Regions from separate parts of the Sus scrofa genome. Here region 1 is linked to region 2. A link is a contact called in public Hi-C data. All regions are on one chromosome and are shown on one strand. Each heading gives the region's core, a stretch centred on a gene start, on an enhancer-like site or on the middle of the called end of the contact. The rest is flanking DNA. Distances are from core to core; before and after follow the strand shown. Region 1 overlaps FAM20A (pseudokinase FAM20A). Region 2 holds the start of FAM20A (pseudokinase FAM20A).

The links. A called contact is a pair of places that touch in the nucleus more often than the background predicts.
Region 1: a Hi-C map of liver shows a contact between it and region 2, with 12 times the contacts expected there. The contact joins the enhancer-like site here to the promoter of FAM20A in region 2. A contact is called at or near these places in 1 of 5 promoter capture datasets (liver), 15 of 47 Hi-C or Micro-C datasets (alveolar macrophages, embryonic fibroblasts, epiblast stem cells and 8 more) and 1 of 2 datasets of contacts at active chromatin or transcription factors (skeletal muscle).

The regions. Positions count from the first base shown.
Region 1 is chr12:11,652,219-11,657,503 of Sscrofa11.1, forward strand. It overlaps FAM20A (pseudokinase FAM20A), which reads left to right. Exons shown (of 11, transcript XM_021066715.1): 6 at 314-429; 7 at 958-1,138; 8 at 2,124-2,233; 9 at 2,970-3,051; 10 at 3,556-3,615; 11 at 4,916-5,285. The coding sequence ends at 5,180. Among named protein-coding and RNA genes, the nearest start is that of PRKAR1A, 26 kb to the right of the region's middle. Within about 2 kb of position 3,238, at least 25 of the 83 cell types and tissues checked have an H3K27ac peak or open chromatin away from gene starts, as enhancers often do. A contact at or near this core is called in embryonic fibroblasts, epiblast stem cells, liver and 3 more, where this site is marked.
Region 2 is chr12:11,602,705-11,608,451 of Sscrofa11.1, forward strand. FAM20A (pseudokinase FAM20A) reads left to right here and starts at 3,765. Exons shown (of 11, transcript XM_021066715.1): 1 at 3,765-4,932. The coding sequence starts at 4,529. It overlaps LOC110255981 (a long non-coding RNA gene), which reads right to left and starts at 5,391. Exons shown (of 4, transcript XR_002337052.1): 1 at 5,289-5,391.

The DNA.
Region 1 (5,285 bases), core at 1,988-4,487, 49 kb after region 2:
CCACCCCGCACCCGGTGACTCAGAGCCTGCATTTGAACAAATCCCAATGACGCATGTGCACACTGAAGCACGAGACGCTCTGACCTAGGACACAGTTTGGATGGTGGGAGGTTCACCCAGGAGGCTGGATGGGATAAAGATTCCTTTCCCACCCCTTCTCCCAGCCGCTTAGATGTGGGCTTGCCTTGGGCACTGGCAGCTCAGCCCTGCAGAGACCCCCCCCCCCCACCTCAGCTGGGTCCGTTCAAGAAGCTCCATCGGTTTCTAATGGGCGACCAGCCCTCAGCTCTGAACAGGGCTCCCTCTCTTCCAGGATTCTGGACTTCCGACGGGTGCCACCAACAGTGGGGAGACTAGTTAATGTCACCAAGGAAATCCTAGAGGTCACCAAGAATGAAATCCTGCAGAGTGTCTTCTTTGTCTCTCCAGGTAGGGTCCTGGCCAAAGCAACATTCTGGGGTCTAGGAAGGTGGTGGGCCAGAGTGGTCTGCCTCCTGCCAGGACCACCCTCCATCATTGGGTGGGTAGGGCTGCCACCAGACACTCTTAGGCTGGCACACCCGAGCACTCCACGAGATAACGGGGGGTGGGAGATGGTTTACATGAAAGACTAACTAGCCTGTGCAGCCACTGGACTCTAGTGCCAGCCCCCCGGGAACCAGATGCCATCCATTCAAACAAAGACCTTTCATCACCCCTTTCCGTCGTAGGGGTGCGATGCAGTGAGGCTGGGTCCCACACTTTCTCTGCTCTGAGACATTTGAACATTGGTACCCAGGATGCTCTGTTTAGTTGCCTTCACAAGCCCCTACATCTGGAAGAGGCAATCTTTTCTTTTTGTCCTGCCTTTTCCCGAGCCCTGAGTGCAGGGTCTCGCCTCCCTCCCAGTGGCTGTCTTGGGGGCAGGAGGATGGCGTGCCCCCTCCTGTCACTGCTCTCTTGTCCTCCACCCTCCAGCCAGCAATGTCTGCTTCTTTGCCAAGTGCCCGTACATGTGCAAGACGGAGTACGCGGTCTGCGGCAACCCGCACCTGCTGGAGGGCTCCCTCTCCGCCTTCCTGCCGTCTCTCAACCTGGCCCCCCGGCTGTCTGTGCCCAACCCCTGGATCCGCTCCTACTCGCTGGCAGGAAAAGAGGAGTGAGTTGGCCCCCTGGCCACAAGGCCAGCCCATGGCCCCTGAGAGTGGCCATGGGCCCTGTGCCCAGGACTTGCCGCTAGGCCGGCTTTGGGGTCCCTGAAGCTGCCTCAGCCCTCCTTTGCCTCATCTCATGTGGATCCCGGGTGTCTGTTCCGTCCCTTTAGTTCATGTATTTCAGTCATAAAGAGCCCCCTGAGTACCAGCTCTAGGTGCTGGGAGAGGACACAGAAACCAAAGACACAGGCTCTTCTTGCAAGAAGCTCCACGGTCCAGGGGAGGTTTGGTCAGACAGTAGCCAGATCATGAAAACGTGGCGGACACCTGCTGTCCTGCAGAGTCGCACACAGGGAGCCCGCAGGAGGGACCCGGGGTCCCTGCCCTGGGAAGCCAGGAGGACCTCGTGGTGGTTCCCTGGGGCCTAGCGCACTCCCTGGCCCAGAGGAGTCCTCCGCTGATCCTAGTCCACTGAGTGCTGGGGTTCATCCACCCAGACACCCTAGTCGTGGAGGGAAGGGAAGTATCCAGGCGGGAACTTCAGGGGGGACCTGGCAGATCCTAAGGGACTCATGAAGGCTGAGGAAGAGCCCACTAGATGAAAGGGACCTGGGGGCTCTCCGTGCAGAGGGACTCATGCGACCGAGCAATGGCAGAGAATGGCTTGCCGGGAACAGCTCAGGAGGCTGCGGGTAGGGGCTGCAGGGGAGGCGGGCAAGGGACGGGGAGGAGGCAGCCTCCCCCCTCTGCCCGTCCATCCGGCGCCCAGAAGAGCAGACATAGGATGGGGCCCAGAACCTTCTTAGCACGTGGAGCCTGTAGCTCCCGTGTATCTTTGCCCAGGGTCCTCCTGGATGTAGCCGGCCACCGCGTGCAGGCTAAGGAGCTGCCACCAGCCCCGGGCAGGACCAGGGAGGCAGGGGTGAGGGTCCCCCGACCCCCTGCCATTGTCATGGCTTTTCCAGCTCCGGGCCTCCTTCTGCCCCTCAGGTGGGAGGTCAATCCGCTTTACTGCGACACAGTGAAGCAGGTCTACCCGCACAACAGCAGCAACCGGCTCCTCAACATCATCGACATGGCCATCTTCGACTTCCTGACAGGTGCGTGTCCGCGCGGGGAGCCCCGCAGAAGCGGGCTCTGCGGTCGGGCTGGGGCTCTGGGACCCCCGGCCGCCAGCTACAGCCTGGCCCACGCGGCAGAAGAGCCTCACGCCGTCCACAGGCTCAGACGTGGCAGAGGCCCCAGGGGACAGAACAGGCTCCCTCTCTGGAGGGGACATGGCTCCAAGGGCAGGCACACAGGCCTCGGACTGGAAGCTATCTGTTCCCTTTACCCTCCGAGTGAGCGGACCCGGGGTGGGGGGTCAGGTGCACAGTGAGAGTGTAGCGGTAGGAGGGCCTAGCAAAGGGACTGCCAAGCCTCTCGGGGACCGGGGGAAGCTCGGGACAAAGACAGGTGTGAAGGCAGCTGCCCCCACGCCTCCACCTAAAGTGGGACAGCAGCCACCCCAGCTTGCGCCCTCCGGGAGGCTCACTCCTCTGCGTTTCTAACAGCGGCAGCTGAGGCGCTGGGGCGAGGAAGGCAAAGCATCCCCAAGGAGCATTAAGAGATCAGCCAGGGGCCGCGGTGGCTGGGAAACGCCTCAGGTTGGCAAACAGCCCACATCAGGGTTGGTTGGTTTGGCGTCCTTCCCGCTCTGCACTTTCACCAGGAACCCTGGGGAAATGACAGCTCGAGGCCTGGGTTCAGGCTCCAGGCTCTGAACGGCTGGCAGGCCCACGCCTCGGGAGAACTCAGAGGTCCTGGCCCTGGCTCCACCGTCTCCCTCCTCCACAGGCAACATGGACCGGCACCACTACGAGATGTTCACCAAATTTGGGGATGATGGGTTCCTTATTCACCTCGACAACGCCAGAGGGTAAGCGCACCTCCTCTCCCGGCCGTACCCCATATGCAGTGGCTCAGGGGGTGCCGGGGCCCCAAGAATGAGGAGTCTCCGCTGTAGTGTCCCCTGCCTCCTGGCCCTCCTTGTTCCGCCCTCTCTGCTCTTGATCTTTGCTGAGTACCACGTGGTTCTCCTCCAGCCTAAGTGCGCATGTGAAAGAGACGGATGTTTTCTGTAATTTTCACTCTGTGGTTCACTCCGGGAGGCAAGCACATGACTCACCCTCAAGGTCCGGCCTTGGCCCCCCGCGGTGTGGGAATCAACGCATGAATGATGCCTTGGTTTTAACATCTTTGGACAGAGGCTTTTGGGACGTGATTGAGAAGGGCTGGCAAGGCGGCTGCATGATCCCTGGCATCTTTATCCCCAGCTGTGATTCAAGAAAAGGCAGCGGTGGAGGAGGAGGAGGAGATGTGAAGGGGGGAGGAAAGTGCTCGCCTCCCCCCCCCCCCCATGAAAGCCTGTTTCTCCTTCCAGGTTCGGGCGACACTCCCAGGACGAAATCTCCATCCTCTCACCGCTCTCCCAGTGCTGCCGGTGAGCTTTCAGTTCAGGGACAGGTCACAGTTGTGACACTTTGTCCTGCTGGCAACCAAGCTCCCAAGGTCTTAGGCAGTTTTCATTGGTCCAGGGCATGGGTGGGTAGGATGACAGGAATTAACCTCGTTTCTTATCCTACAACTACCGGATTTTCCCCAGCACACCTCACACCCTTTCATCTCTCAGCACGAGTGACTTCGCATGTCATCTTTCAGACCTTTCCATCGCCAGCTTTAATCTTTAACCCACTCTGATAACCACGCACTCGTGCAGAGCCTCAGTCTCTGCTGTGACTCATCGGCCCTCTGCTTTGCCTGGCACGAGCCTAAGTTCATATATATTCCCACTTGATCGCTGTCTCGGCAAAGTCCTGACTGAAGTCCCATCAAGTCACACCAGATTAAAAGGATGTGCTCGGCCCTCCATCTGGCCAGTGCTTCTCCAGAGATCCTCTAACCCGCTTCCATGCCTCTCTGGTGTTTCAGCCAGGCTGGTAGAAACTGTCTACCTGCTTAGCTGCAGCATCTATGGCTCGTCAGGAATATGGGGTTCACACGGAGCAAAACCGTCTCCATTTCCAGCTGGAAAACTCAAGAGCGGGGCCTGAAGTGACTTTCTTCACTTCCTGGGTTACCTTAAATGTCCCTCCCTCTCTTCGCCTCTCTCTGAGGAGGTCTGGCTAGGAGTTATGACAAAAGTTGGACAGTCAAGCTGCTTACACGTCAGAGTCCAAGTCAGAGTCCTACATAAAAAGAAGTTACAATCCTAAAGTCGAGATTGGGCCTACCCCACTTCCATCCCTGATTTTAGAATCTGACACAGAAAAATATTATAAAGTTGACCAGAAAAATAACTTGGAGTCCAACAGTATCTACAGCTTTTGAGGTGACAAACGTTTTCATCATTTCACCTACTGGAAATTTCTCTCGTTAGCTTTAAATCGCCTTGAAAAGGCAATAGACAGCGCTTCTGTTTTGATTCCCTTAGGAATATCAGGTGCCTGGGTCCAGCCTCACTAGGGTGCAGCATTACAGTTGTTAAGAAGAGTACAAACGGCTCAGCAGGACCAAAAGGCCACTGGACTAAAAGGCCACTGGCAAAGGACTGCAAAATACTGGATGTCACCTTTCAATCATTCCCTTTTCACCTGGTTTTCATAAAATGTGCCTGAGAAGACACTGGGGGAGAAGGCTCTCAGAACGTCAGCGCTCACAGCCGCTTGCGGGGAAAGAAGTAAGTTCACAGAGCTTTTTTCTTTACATTTACTTATATGGTTCCTGTGACTTTGTCCTTCCAGCATAAAAAGGAAGACACTTCTGCACCTGCAGCTGCTGGCCCAGGCCGACTACAGACTCAGCGACGTGATGCGGGAGTCGCTGCTGGAGGACCAGCTCACCCCCGTGCTCACAGAGCCCCACCTCCTGGCCCTGGATCGCAGGCTCCAGACCATCCTCAGGACAGTGGAGCGGTGCGTAGAGGCCCACGGAGAGCAGAGCGTCGTAGCCGGCGGCCCCGAGGAACAGCCAGCCCCGGACTCTGGCCGGGCCAACTTGGCAAGCTAGGGGCTGGACGAGTCGGACTTCAGACACTACACCTGGAGCCCGCGGGGGACTCTTGAGGGTGGGCCACTGCTTCCTCATGGCCCCCATGCAGGCTGGGGGTCCTAG
Region 2 (5,747 bases), core at 2,515-5,014:
GCTTCTTTTTTTTTTTGCCTTTTAGGGCCACACTTGTGGCATTTGGAGGTTCCCAGGCTAGGGATCGAATCGGAGCTGCAGCTGCCAACCTACGCCACAGCCACAGCAACATGGGATCCCTGACCCACTAAGTGAGGCCAGGGATCAAACCCACATCCTCATGGTTACTAGTCAGATTCGTTTGCACTGCGCCACAACAGGAACTCCCTAAATGCTTTTTTTCAAACCACTTCCCCTATACATTAGCACACATGGACTCCCCCTGCACATCCAAACATCATTTATCCTATAGGAATGTGTTAATTTCAGCTTCTAGGCAAGGAGGAAAAGGCAGGGGGACACATGTTGGCCTTGGACTCATGGAGTTAGCATCTAGGGTGGAAAACCAATTGCACAAACAAGAAACAATGAGTCGTGTTTTAAGTAACAGGAACGGGGCATGATAAAAATAAGTATAACCTTCACAGATTGAAGAGCTCTTGTGTTTAAATATTGACTCTGCTGTTTTCATGATTTAATTCCTGGAAGAAGAAGGTTTGATATTTAGCTAGACTGAAAAGAAACACACGTGCCCTTCGAGTCTGTTCCTCTCAATACCTGCCATGCACAGATTCTCTCATCTGCTCAGTGTACTCTGTCTTCATTTCTCATGGGTCCAGGCAGATCTGGTTTCTCTAATAGTCATAAAGGATGCTTGAAGGGAGGAACTGTATTTTAAATTTCTTCTGTGTCTCCTACAGGGCCCCAAACTATTATTTTCTTCCATCCAACAGTGAAGCCCTTACAGTGTGTCAGGCGCTATGTGAGATGCTACAGTTACAGAGGGAGCCTCTGATCCCTGCCTTCGCTGATTTCCCTTCATTCACTCAGCAAAATTTTCTTGCGCATTTCCCTAGTGACAGGCCCTGTCCTCAGAGCTCCCGGGACACAGGTAAGTAACACTTTCCTTCTGCACTTTAAGAGGTTAGGCTCTGGTAAGGAAGGCACACATGCACACTGGATTAGGTTGCAAGGGTTGCTGTAACAAAGCACCACAAGCTGGGTGGCTTAAATGTACCAACTCATGGTCCTGGAGGCCAGAGTCTAAGATCAAGGTGTCAGCAGGGTTGGTTTCCTCTGAGGGATATGACGGAAAATCTGTTCCGTGCCTCCTACCTAATTTCTGGTGGTTTGCTAACAATCCTTGGAATTCTCTGGCATATAGAAATAGCACCCCAACCTCTGCCTTCATGTTCACATGGAATTCTCCTTCTGTGCACATCCCTGCGTCCAAATGTCCCCTTTTTATAAGGATACCAGTCATACCGAATTAAGGGCCCACGCTGCTCTGGTATGACCTCATCTTAACTAATAACATCTGCCATGCCCCTATTTCCAAATAAAGTCACTCTGAGGTATTCAGAGTTAGGATTTAAACATATAAATGGGGGGGGGGGATTCAACCCATAACACGCATAAGCAACTACACACATCGTGAAGGAGGCTTGAATAGAAATGCATGCAAACAGCTGTCAGGATATGTGCAAACACACATGTACGGTCTTCATAGGCATTAAGCCCAGCATTGGAGAAAATAAGACAAGTGGCCAGAGTTTGGGCAGACCATGGACATTCTCCAGGTGGGGAAATGAAAAGGAGCTTTTGATTAAAGGCATGTCTGTGAAAGCAGGAAGCACCTGGGGGACTTCAGGAAGTATCACGCAGTGAAGAATGGGAGTCATATAAAGAAGACAGAAGCCAAACAGTAAAGAGTTGCGTCACAGTGAATGGCTGAATCCAGAGGCCACACGAGAAGCTATGGAGTGATTTTCAACACACAGCTTTCTGTATGCTGGAAAGGTCACTCTGGCAAGAGTTTTAATTACACCAGAACACAGGATGGGCACTGAAACGGGGCCACACTGGAAGCAGAGAGGACGTCTAGGAGCCTAATTGCAAGAAATCAAGCAAGAAATGATGCGCCCCTAGATACGTTCAAGAGCAGTAGAAGTGGAAAGAGAGACGACTTTGCAAGGGGAGGCTTGAAACAGGACGATGGGTCCTGGTAAAGAGCAGTTAGTGATAATATGGGTGACTTGAGGGGATGTAGATGAGGCTGGTGAGGATGCCAGGGGCCAAGGCACAGGGAGTCGGGGCAGGAGCAGAAGGGAAAGGCTCACTTCTGGGAGGGGGGAGGAGAGAGGCAGACAAACCTTGAGGACAGTGACATCTGACTGGCCTCTAGCATTTCCGCCCTCCCATCCCAACCTAATTCATATGTAATATCTGACTTCCACATGCAGTTTTGCCCTTGACCTTTAGAGGGCAGGGAAAGCGTGTTGAGATAAGCTCTACTTGAATTAGGAATATTGTTTCCTGAATTGAGTTCAGACAAGAGTCTGGTGAGAGAGCAGGGCCCCCATGGGGCGGGGGGGCAGAGTTGAAGTCATAAGACTCATGATGGCATCCTTTGCCAGCCCAGAAATGTACACCGGCGTGCCTCACAGTTGCTGCAGATACAACACTGACGTCTGGCTTCTTCATCTACGGGCCACCACACCTACTTAGACACGTCCAAAGCTGCAGTGTTTCTTAGAAACTGGAGACCACTTAGAATTTCATTTCAGACAAAAAGAAGGTGGTTCAAGAAACCCTAAAAACCCCACCAGCCTCCCCAGCAGAGTGAAGCAGCTGGCATTAGTATTATCTTGACTCCCCGCCTGGACCAGGCATTCAGGTCACTATGTTGTGTTGCTGACAATGGTCCCCCTTTTGGTATCTTCCTTTATCATAATTTTCTACACTTGTCCCACTCACACGCGGTCTCTAACCGACCCCAGTGTACAACAGGAACCAAGAAGTAATCCTATTTCTAGCCAACACTTATCTCACACTTACTTACAATGTGCTGGGGGCAGTTCGAAGCAAGTTAAATACTTTAAGTCACTTAAGCCACGCAATAGCCCTATATGGTTGGTTCTATTATTATCTTCATTTCCAGACGACCAGGATGGCAGAGGCCACAAGAATCTCCCACTGGACCACAGTGGGAAGAACTCTGGTCGGAAGCCACAAGTCAGAGTGTGTGTGAGGGTTCTAGATTCCAGCAGCAGAAGAAAGGTAGTTAGCGAGCAAGCTTCATGAACACAGGAAGCTTTGCTACCTGGGCAGGCAGCTCATGGCAAAGATGCTTTTTCCTCAACACCTAGAGGCTCAAGCTGCCTGCTCCGTCAGATTAGCAATTCTCCATCCACCAGGTCATTAAACAGAGGGGCCAGGAGCTCAGGGCTGCCTCTCCCTCAAAAGGAAGAGGGTGGGGGAGTAGGAATTACCTCACGGGAAATCTGGAGAGAGCCGAGCACATGTCCTTCAGTGATTCATTTGGGTGGACCACTTTCACACCGAGCTAAATGCAACAGTTCAGCGTGGGGTCATTGGAAGGCCCCTCCCTCCTTCACTGGGAGAAAAAGTTCTTCTTTGGGAGAAGGTCAGCACAGTGGGGACCAAACCCCATCCAAACAGGAAGTCACCAAGATTCTAGGTAAAACGGGTGCCTTCTTTTTAAAGGTCAAACTTTTTCATTGGCTAAGTGGGTGTTTGCTGAGCGCCTACTAGGTGCCAAGCACAGGACATGCAGTCCTTAGGGGTTTAAGAGGTGCTGTGTGGGAAGATGCAAACACACACACACACACACACAAACATCTGGCAAATCCTGCAGGAGAAAGGCTTTCAGGGAGTTGTCTTTCCCCCTCCACCCCACCCCAGGGAAAAAAAAAAACAAACGTGAAATCAGAGGTATCACACTCACACACACCCTTGGAGTCTCCCAAGGTGTCTGGCCTGAACCCTGAGCGGGGCCAGCGGGAGGCCTGGGGCGAGGGGGGAAGGGCGCGAGCAGCGGGTTGGGCGACAAGGTGGAAGGGCAGAGCCGGAAGAGGGATCGGAGTTGGCAGGCCGGCCGCGCCAGAGGCAGGTGCCAGCGGAGAGTGGGCGGAGGTGCGGGCGCCCGGCCGGGCGGGGGAGGCCCGGCGTCACCCCTGCCTCTAGGAGTCGGGCGCGCACGCCAGCTCGCCTCGAGGAGCCGGGGGCACGGGCGTCCCCGCCGCCCGCAGGAGGAGCCGCGGGAACAGTCGCCGCAGCCGCGGAGCCACAGCATCCTCCAAAGAGACGCCCCAGGCTCCGCAGCAGCTCTGCTCCTCCAGGAGGCGAGCGCCGCCGCCCGCTCCCGGCGCTCCGGCCGCCTGTCCCCTCGCCCTGCCGCCCGCGGGGTGCAGCCGGCATCCGCGCCCGCGATCCTCCACCTGCCGCGGGCTCCGGGGCAATCCACCGCTGGGGAGAGAAGGTGCGAGAAACAGCGGCCGGGGAGACACCGTCCCCGGGTGGCCACTCCGCGCGGAAAAGGGACGCCCGCGCGCTCTGCGCGGGGTCCCCAAGTTCAAGGGCGACACCCCTCTCCGGGAGGCTCCCCCGCCCGGGGAAACCGCGGCCGGCCCGCGGGACCCCAGCGCCTCCCGGGTCCTCGGAGACTCCCGCGCGCCCCGGCGGGGCCATGCCCGGACTGCGCCGGGACCGCCTGCTGACCCTGCTGCTGCTGGGCGCGCTGCTCTCCGCCGACCTCTACTTCCACCTCTGGCCCCAGGTGCAGCGCCAGCTGCGGCCCAGGGAGCGCCCGCCCGGCTGCCCGTGCGCCGGCCGCGCCGCCTCCCCGGCCCCGGCCCCCGCCGCGGCCCCCTCGGCCCCCCGCCCCGCGGCGCACAACTTTTCCCGGGCCCGGCCCCGGACTGAGCAGGACCGCGGCGGCCGCAGCGTCCCCCGCTCCAAGCTGCGGGCCCTCTTCGCCCACCCGCTGTACAACGTGCCCGAGGAGCCGCCGCTCCTCGGCCCCGAGGACTCGCTCCTGGCCAGCCAGGAGGCGCTGCGGTATTACCGGAGGAAGGTGGCCCGCTGGAACAGGTGAGGACCCCGCCCGCCGCCCCGGCCCCGGCCCCGCGGCGCTTCCCCAGCCCTCCAGCTCCCGCACTGGGTTCTGAGAGTGCTCCGCACCCGGCCCCCATCCGTGGCTGCGGACCCTAGAGTTCAGCCCCAGCACAGGTCGCCAGAAAAACTTTCTAGGCAGCAGCGCAGCGAAGACATGCTCTCAGCCCCTCCCCCTGAGCTCTCTCTTTTCCCCACTTCTGTTCTCCGGGCTATTTCCACCGCCCCCCTCTTTCTCCTTGTCCTGATGTGGAAAGCCGCCGCTCGCTTCTGGTTTTCCAGAATGAGGTTCCCAAACAGAGCAGCGTCACAGCTGGTTCGAATTCAGGACTTACCTCTAGACCTGGGTACCTTCCAGAAACCAAGGCTATACTCCCTGAAACCCAGCTTTTTCCCTTTGCTTATTCCTCTGCCCGGGGTCAGAGATCGCAAGAGGTCAGCCCCGGGCAGAGAGTAAACCCGTCAGTTTCCTGCCATGGTTGCCAGTCTCTGTTCTATATTTAAAACGTGCCTTGTCCTTTTCTGGTCAGTGTTATAACCTGAAGGCCGTTTTTATTATAGCAGCGATTTGGGCTGATGTGGATTTGAGGTGTGATGCTTTCACAAAGGAGGTAAAAAAAATGCTGCCTGGGAATTTTCTAAACCCCAGGCAAAATCTAGAGGGGGGGGGGGGGGAAGAGGCCAAACACATACTCAGGATAAGATTAAGAAGGATGTTTTTTATAAAAGGGGGGAGAAGGGAGAGTGTCGGAGGGGGTGGAATGGTCAGTAGGGAGGGTCCCCAGCTAATGACC